3 separate regions of the Sus scrofa genome follow, and regions 1 and 3 are each linked to region 2. A link is a contact called in public Hi-C and HiChIP or PLAC-seq data. All regions are on one chromosome and are shown on one strand. Each heading gives the region's core, a stretch centred on a gene start, on an enhancer-like site or on the middle of the called end of the contact. The rest is flanking DNA. Distances are from core to core; before and after follow the strand shown.

What was found. A called contact is a pair of places that touch in the nucleus more often than the background predicts. HiChIP or PLAC-seq counts read pairs in DNA pulled down with a chosen protein or histone mark.
Region 1: a contact with region 2 is called in a Hi-C map of liver, with 2.6 times the contacts expected there. The contact joins the promoter of SRP54 here to the promoter of SNX6 in region 2. A contact is called at or near these places in 2 of 47 Hi-C or Micro-C datasets (heart right ventricle and liver).
Region 3: an H3K27ac HiChIP or PLAC-seq map of alveolar macrophages shows a contact between it and region 2. The contact joins the promoter of PPP2R3C here to the promoter of SNX6 in region 2. A contact is called at or near these places in 2 of 5 promoter capture datasets (fetal liver and fetal skeletal muscle) and 1 of 2 datasets of contacts at active chromatin or transcription factors (alveolar macrophages).

The regions. Positions count from the first base shown.
Region 1 is chr7:64,876,210-64,878,915 of Sscrofa11.1, forward strand. SRP54 (signal recognition particle 54 kDa protein) reads right to left here and starts at 1,365. Exons shown (of 16, transcript XM_001927799.7): 1 at 768-1,365. It overlaps LOC100153150, which reads left to right and starts at 1,030. Exons shown (of 8, transcript XM_021099173.1): 1 at 1,030-1,569. The coding sequence starts at 1,473.
Region 2 is chr7:65,154,920-65,157,808 of Sscrofa11.1, forward strand. It overlaps SNX6 (sorting nexin 6), which reads left to right and starts at 1,557. Exons shown (of 14, transcript NM_001244216.1): 1 at 1,557-1,602; 2 at 1,758-1,805. The coding sequence starts at 1,597.
Region 3 is chr7:64,761,479-64,764,178 of Sscrofa11.1, forward strand. PPP2R3C (serine/threonine-protein phosphatase 2A regulatory subunit B'' subunit gamma) reads left to right here and starts at 1,434. Exons shown (of 13, transcript XM_021099169.1): 1 at 1,434-1,977. The coding sequence starts at 1,920. KIAA0391 (mitochondrial ribonuclease P protein 3) reads right to left here and starts at 1,794. Exons shown (of 8, transcript XM_021099168.1): 1 at 1,640-1,794; 2 at 1-950. The coding sequence starts at 651.

The DNA.
Region 1 (2,706 bases), core at 115-2,614, 280 kb before region 2:
TCAACTTGCTCAAGCTCCCAAATCTCCTAAGGAGCACACTCTCCTCTGTGTTCCCATAGCTCTCATGACTCTTTATACCTTACTGGAGTTTATTACTCATCTTGCTATAATGTATATTTATGTGCTTCTCTCTCATTGTTCCGCTATCTCCTCAATGCCAGGGTTGGTGTCATTCATTTCAGCAACCCTACAGATAAGAATGAGTAAATATTTTGTTGAATGAAGCATATGAAAGAACTAGGTGAGCAAAGCATCAAGAACGCCAATAGGGGAAAGAGCTTCAAGAAGTGGTTATTAGAGCCGAACGCTACAGAGAGAACCATCAATTTATCCTAAGTCATCAATGGCACTGAACTGATATCCCTTACTCATTTACTGAATGTCTACTATATGTGGGACGCTGGGTTAATTAGGCACAAGTTAACATGGAAAGATAAAATCTGGAACGCCTCAAGATTTTCAGGTAAGTAGCCTGAATCTAAATTCTTGATCAGGAAAACAAAACCAAGAGTCAGGCCTGCAACTGTTTACGTCTAACTTGGCTCAGGTAAGCCAGAAGACAATTTAAAAGGGTCACAGCGCATCTTTCAACAAAACTTCTGACGGGGGATACGAGATGAAAATGGGCCAGAACATCTCGGTCTCGGGGACGACAATTGGTGGCCTAGGAAGCCGATTCCCTCCGGAGTGTCTAGACCCCTAAGCAGCGACGGGGCTGCCCCTAGCTGCTACCCGGTAGTCAGGGGCGGGAAAAAGCAGACACTTACCGCAAAAGGCACCGCCACCGCCGTGGCCCAAAGGGGCCGGGAAATCCTTCGCGAAGCCCCACGCTGGGGGAGTAAACCCGGGAAAGCGAGGATCAGAAAGACAGGGGCGACCCCACAGCCCGACTTCCAAAACTATATAAACTAGGGTCCCAGCGCCCAGCACCGCGACGCCAACTCCCACCAGCTGGAAGACCGACGACTGCCACCGAACCTTCCGCCCAATGAGGAAACGTCACCACTCTGCGTAGTCCAGCCTTTCAAGAACAGGATACACTTCCGCTTCCGGGGCACCCGCCGCATTCCTTCGGTGCGCTTTATTGAAAGGGTTTTTTGAGTTGTTTGCTTTGCCGGTTTTTGACAGTCGTTTTTTATTGCTCCATAACTACAGCATTAAAGTTAGTATTAAGATACGAGGCTCTCTAGGGATGCCATCTCAGGAAAGAAGTCGGGCTTCCAGGCGCCACCTTAAGAAAAAAAATGACTTGCTGAGCACCACCAGCTAAGAGAGTAATTAGGAGAGATGGGGGTGCAATTGAATGTAGGGATTCCCGGGAGCACGTGAGAACTCCACGGAGGGGGCGGCGCTTAGGACTTTCTCAGCCCTGGGAGGCGGGTTCCACCTTGGGTCAAATCGGGTGTCTGGATCCTCCTCTGGCTGCGCGTGCGCGATGCAAACCTCCCCCTGCTCTTGTTTTCTGCTTCAACATGGAATTCCACTCCGCGAGGCAGGCGGTACTGCAGCTGCTTAATACGGTGGCTCCGGCGGACCTCCCAGCGCTGCTTCAGTGGATGCGAACTACCCGTAAGTGATCAGAACCAGAGGCAGGCGGTTGGGGCAAGGATATGCTGTGGGCGCCGACCTTGGGGACTCAGGAAGAGGCCTAAAGCCTTCCATAGGGTAGCTGTGCTGGTCTCCGCTCTGCTAACGGGGCTGGTCGTCGAGGGCACATCTCAAACTTTGGCAGGTTGAGTCCATTGTAGGATTGGGTGCAGGAAGACGTTGCTCTGGGTTTGTGATTCCGCTACAGACTTCAGACAAGCCGCTAGAGCCACCTTGTGTCTAACCCCTTTTATGAAGGGAAAATCAAAGGAGGGGTTAGCCTTCCCACAAATTTGGGACAACCATTAGGATCCTACCTGAAAACGCCCTTTGCAAGAGAGGTTTTAGGATATAGAGCTGGAAGTTTTAACCCTGCAGACAGAATCACATGTAGCTAGTGCATTTATTTTCTCAATTGTAAAATGGGCCGTTAATTTACTAGCAGTTTTTCCAGGATGGGGAAAGGGAGAAGAAAAAGGGAAAAAGGGAAAGGACCTTGATTTTTGAATAAGGTCCTTTTCCAGATGTGTGCCCCCCCCACACACAAAAGTAGAATAAGACAAGGATTTGTACTAATCACTTCTAGCCAGCATCAGTAATAGAGCTTCTAGCCAGTACAGTATGGCAAGAAAAGGGGTGGGAAGGAGGCATCTCCTTCTGAAACAGATGAATGGATAAATTGTGCTGTATTTTTGTATTGGAATATTGACAAATAAATGGAATAAAGTGTTTAATGTGTAACAGCAAGGATAAATTTGCTAAGCGAAATAAACCATATTGAAAAAAACCTGCATACCATATGATCCGATTTATATAAAATCAGGAAATTTCAAGCTAATTTATAGAGACAGAAAATACATCTCTGGGAGTTCCTGTTGTGGCTTACTGGGTTAAGAATCCAATTTAGTGTCGGTGAAGATTCAGGTGTCATCCCTGACCTCACTCTGAGTTAAGGATCTTGTGTTGCCACAAGCTACAGCGTAGATCACAGATGAAGCTCAGATCTGGTGTTGCTGTGGCTGTGCGGTAGGCCTCAGCTGCAGCTCCCATTCAACTCCTAGCCTAGGAACATCCATGTGTCACAGGTGTGGCCATAAAAGAAAAAAAAGAAAATACGAC
Region 2 (2,889 bases), core at 307-2,806:
TGAACAGGGTAGTAGCATAATCATCCATATCTGTGTCTTAGGAGGAAAACTGGCAGCAGTTTACAGAATGGTAAGAGGGAGTTGGAAATAAAATTACAAGAGTATTGTAAAGGGCCAGACAAGGGGGGAGAGAGATAAATTAGGAGTTAGGGATTAACATATACACACTACTGTATATAAAAGAACAAAGACCTACTGTATGACACAGGGAAATATACTCAATATCTTGTAATAACCTATAATGGAAAATAATCTGAAAAAGAATGTGTGTGTACATAACTGAATCACTTTGCTGTACACCTGAAACTAATGCAATATCGTACATTAAAGATACTTTAGTTTTTAAAAACTTTTTTTTAAAAAGGGCCAAACCGGTGTTCCCGTCGTGGCACAGTGGTTAACGAATCCGACTAGGAACCATGAGGTTGCGGGTTCGGTCCCTGCACTTGCTCAGTGGGTTAAGGATCTGGAAATGCCATGAGCTGTGGTGTAGGTTGCAGACTCAGCTAGGATCCCGCGTTACTGTGGCTCTGGCGTAGGGCGGCATCTACAGCTCTGATTAGACCCCTAGCCTGGGAACCTCCATATGCCCTGGGAGCGGCCCTGGAAAAGGCCAAAAGACCAAAAAAAAGGGGGGGGGCGGGGACAGACAGATGCTGAGGTTAATTGTTGTGGAAAAGGATTAGGAGGAGGAACAGACCAATTTAAGAGATAACAGCAGATCATCAGTCATAGTCATAATAGGATTTGGTTACTAATGGTGTGATCAGTGAAGGAGAGGAAGGAAGAACTTGAATGGGACTTTTGAGGTTTCTGGCCTGAAGATGCTAATGCCATTAACTGAATGGAGGTACAGGATTGCTTGCGTGTGCGTGTGTGTGCCCACGCGCGCAAGCTCGAAAGTGTACCAGAAGTACGCAGGGGATAAGAACTGATTTTGTCTTGTCTTAAGGGCTGTGGACACCTGTGTGGTGCTGTAAAGCACGACAGTAAGAGGAGTCTGGGCACATTTCTTGGCATAAAGGAAAGCATACTCTTGTAATGAGAACGGCTCATTTTTATAGTGCTCAGCCATTAGCGCCCCAAACCCTGAGATAGTTATTACCACGCCAACAGTAAAAGCTTGAATACAACCCCTAACTGATGACTGTGTGAAGGGCCTTGGTTCCCACAACTTCTACAGGCAAAATATTAATTGTGATTAATTATCCTGTGGCACCATACAAAGACTAGATGATGTATTGTGGCTTCCAGAAGGCGCTTGTTGGCTTTCTTGCTGCAGCCCTCAGGGAAAGGGAACTGGACAGCTCCCTGGGTGGCCTTTGGCCCTTCCAGGGTCATAGCCGCCGCGATGGGCTGTCCTCACCCACGAGAGTCTGGGTCTTCGGGCCCTCTCCATCTTAGGGGCTCGGACCTTGGGCGGAGGGCGGGGTCTTCCTTCTTCCGCACTCTCGGACCCTGGCATCTCTGGGTCGGGGCGGGCGGGGCGGGGCGGGGCTGATCCGAGGCCCCGCCCCTCCCCCCACTCGCTGCCGCCGGCTCCCTCCGGCCCGCGGTGCCGTGCGCGCCTGCGCTGGCTGTCGCTTCGGAGCAGCCATGATGGTGGGTGTTCGGCGGCGCCGAGCTCCGGGCGCGCGGTGGGGGTGGCGGGCTCGGGGAGGGCTCGGGGGCCGCGCTGGCCTGGCACTAATGTCTCCCTTTGTATCTCCCCTACTCCATACTCTTCCCTGGCACGCCGGGCCCTGCTGCCCCCGCAGGAAGGCCTGGACGACGGCCCCGACTTCCTCTCCGACGAGGACCGCGGAGTAAGTTCTGCCTCCTCGCTCGCGGGAACCTCCCTCCCGCGCCTTGGCTCTGGGGTGTGGTACTGCGGAGGGTAGGGGGCCAGGCCGCTAGGCACCCCCTCCCCGCTGGGCTCCTTTCGGTTTCCTTGCCTTCCCGCGCCCCGCCCTCCTGCAGCCTTTCCTCCCTCTGGGCAGTTCGGTTCTGATTTCCCCGGGACCCGCGGCCTGTCTAGTGCCCAGCTTCGGCTTGGACCTGCGGGTGGACCTCCTCCCCCGCCGCGGTCGGTGTGCAGGTGGGGAAGTGGAGACAGAAGCTGGAGCTGCACCCTTCCACCTCTCCTGCCAGGTTGGGGGCTATAAGAACCCATTGTCAGACCTTCCTGCCGGTACCCCTTCATTTCCCCTCGTAGACCTCTCGAACTCGCCCCCGCCCACCCTTCTCTCTCTCTCTCTCTCTCTCTCTAAAACGTTGTAGTATAGGCTCGTTCCCTTGTGCAAGGGATTTTACAGTCGCTGAATCTTAACTTTTCTCCAGTATGCTACTAGATTTTGCAAAGTGCTGGTAGCCCACAGTACCTTTACTTTTCTTAATGGTCAAAAAATACATCTTTTGCAGAGCTCCCTTAGTGGTGGTTTGAGGCAAATTGCATTTCACTTCAGAAAGGACTTTCTGGGCTCTGATTCCTCCTCCCCCACTCTCTTCCCCCAATTTATCTTGACCGAAGGGTGGTAATCTGTATAGTGCCTTGCACAAGTGAGCACTTGAAAAATACTGATATATGATGATTGCCGCTCAGCAGGGTTCCGTGGTTCCGTCACATTTAAACAGCCTGCACTTTAGTTTTCTGTTTTGCCTTTTGCTTGTTGATCTTAATGTTTCAGACACTTCCATTAGTTGATTTTTGGCAGGTGAGAAAATACTCTTATAGAATGTTACTATTTCTTGTTGGTATGAAAGCATCGCATAGGATTTCTGATTACTTCTAAAAATTTTAGGTTGTAATTAATTTTATTTATTTTTAATTTTTTATCTTTTTGTCTTTTAGGGCCGCAGCTGCAGTATATGGAGGTTCCCAGGCTAGGAGTCAGATACAAGCCACAGCCA
Region 3 (2,700 bases), core at 184-2,683, 390 kb before region 2:
GATGAGAAGAGTGTACCCTCCAGATTCTAAACGCTTGTATCTGGCTTTCATGATTTCATAGACATCAATAATTTCTGCTGTTTCCTTATGAAAAACACAGAGATACAAATACTTGACCAGCAAATCATAGCCTATAACACCATTGTTGTTTGCAGCTACCCAAGCCAGTACAGATTTAGCCACATCTATAGAGCTATGATATTTAACCATCTGTGAAAGGATCCAATTCTCAAAATTAGTCTTTCCTTTGAAATCTTCCTTAAGTTTATTCCACTCCTCTGAATTCAAAGGTTTTGTTGGGAGTTGAACAATGTTCCTCACAGGCGGCCGGAAATAATCTTTACTCTGAGGATTCATCTCTGATCTCTTCTTAGCTGCTCCAGCTGCAAAGAGATGAGGAGAATCAGCAGAAACTTGCTTATTACTACCCTCATCTCTTTTCCTGACATATCTAGCCTTGGCAATCAGCAGATTCATGGCTTTGGTATTTTGTGGAGACATTGGTTTAAGAGAAAACCACTTATAGTTCCTGATACCATAACAGTCTTTGAGAAGGAGACTGAGATAGGCGTGTCCTGGGCCTAGGCCAAGGTATGGGTTACTCTTCCAAAGCTTAGGAAAGCTCCGAATACCAGTAAAATAGAAAGTCATTATGCAGTGAAATCAGCACCAGATTGTAAGAGATATGGTCAAAAAGCCCCAACGTCTACAGCATAATTAAGAGATTGGGGGTAGAAGGTGGAGAATCGAAGCGGCAACTTTCTAAAAGATGATTTTCAGCTTCTAAGACAAATGTGGGTTCTGATTTGGGGGCTAGTTAACAGCAGTGAAGTTTGGTTCCGTTCTCTCCATTAAACAACGATCTGAAGACATCCAACGTCGGTCACAAGTCCCAGGTAGAGAGAACAAAGGAGGAATCCTCTGGTGCCTATTATATTCCAGTCTGGAACCTAAGAAAAAGGCACAAAGAGTATCAGCCAGTTGACTCACATGGACCATAGACGTCCTTGAAAAGGGGCAGGATCCCAGAGGAGCCGGGTTGCAGAAGAGGCGTAAAGTCGAGAGCCCCCTACCCCAGACCCACCAGCAGTAAGGTCAGAGGCGAAAGCCCAAGTCCAGGGGCCCTGGCCGCCAAACTCGCCAAATGAGGAAACAGGGCTGGGGAAGGGGAAGAGAAAGAGCCAGCCAGCGACACAGGTAAGGAAGGGAAGTCCACGAGGATGCAGTGCTCCTACAATGTACCCATGGACCACAAACGGAGTTCACTTGATTCAACAACTCACCACAGCACTCACGCTCCATGCATCCAGAAACGAGGCGGAAACTACCGCGCCCACAATGCACCGCGACGGCCCGGGCTGCGGAGGCGTGGCTGAACCCAGCGCAGGCGTTCTGCCCGGCCTGGAAGCGAGTAAAGGGGATTCTGAGCCTTTTAGTGGCGGGAGGGGGATACAGGCGGCTGCTGAAGGCGGCTACTGCATTCAAGGGGCCTTCAGATACCGCAATGACCAATGAAAAGAAACTGAAATTAGAAAGCTCTTTCCTTTAGCCGGAAGTGCCGCAGGAACTTCTGGGTCACGTGGGGACAAGCGCCAAAGGGCCGAGATGAAGAAATAGAGCAGGCTTTCTTATCCTGTACCTTTAAAATCGGGCTTGGTGAAGCTGGGACGCTGCCTTAAAGAGGCTCATTCTCCGTCTCTTTCACGTTTGTTCCCCCTGCTGTTTGCGTGAGCGCCGTATTTTCCTCAGTGGCGATAGTGACCGACTTAGCCGGATTAGCCGACTTCCGCCCGTGGCTAAGATGGTGGTCGAGCAGCCTTCGTAACCTTTACGGGGCTGGGCGGTGTTGACGCCAGAGCTGGCGTGGGTGGAGCGGTTGGTAAACAGCAAATGCCGGAACTGAAGCGTCGGGGTCAGCGATGGACTGGAAAGAAATTCTGCGCCGGCGGTTAGCGATGCCCAACACCGGTCCAAACAGTGAGTTTGGGAGGGGCCGCCCGCAAAAAGAGCCTGGCTCTAAACTCCCGGAGGTGGGAGGAGGATGGGCAGGGGCAGCTCCTGGGAGCCGCGCTTTCCTCTTGGGTAAAGCCTCTCCTGACAAAGGAGGCTGACTGGAATGGGTTTAGGAGCCAGAGATGTTTGATCCACATTTCCCTGGCAAAAGATTTGTGGGAATAAAAAGTTACCTTAGCCACTCACTTGGGTGGTCCAGACCTAGACTTGTGAAGGATCATTGAGAATCCCGACGCCAACAACCCTTCTATCCTACCGGGATCTATAATCCATTGCTCCTGTAGATTTTTATTTGCCACACTTTTCATTTTTCTCCTTAATCCATTTTAGACTTCATAATCCACTTTTCCTTGTCTTTTCCTTCTACTTCATACTTACTAACTTATCAGCCTAATTAAACATCGTTCCTATTCCACATCTGCATCCAGGGCAGCTGAAAGTGATTGGAGAAAAATGGAACCATGGTGAACTGCCTCGCTTTTAATTCGTGTAACTTAAAGTAGGTGTTTTGAAGTTCATTTACACTTCTTCCGTGTTTCCCTAAAGTCAGGTTCCTGCAGTCTATGGCAGTTCTTTCTCATCTCCCAACCTCCAGTCCTCCAGTATGTCCTACTTACTCCTTACTTCTAGCTGATGAGCTAGTATATGTATTTGAGAAAGTAGAAACAATCGAAGAAATTCACCTGT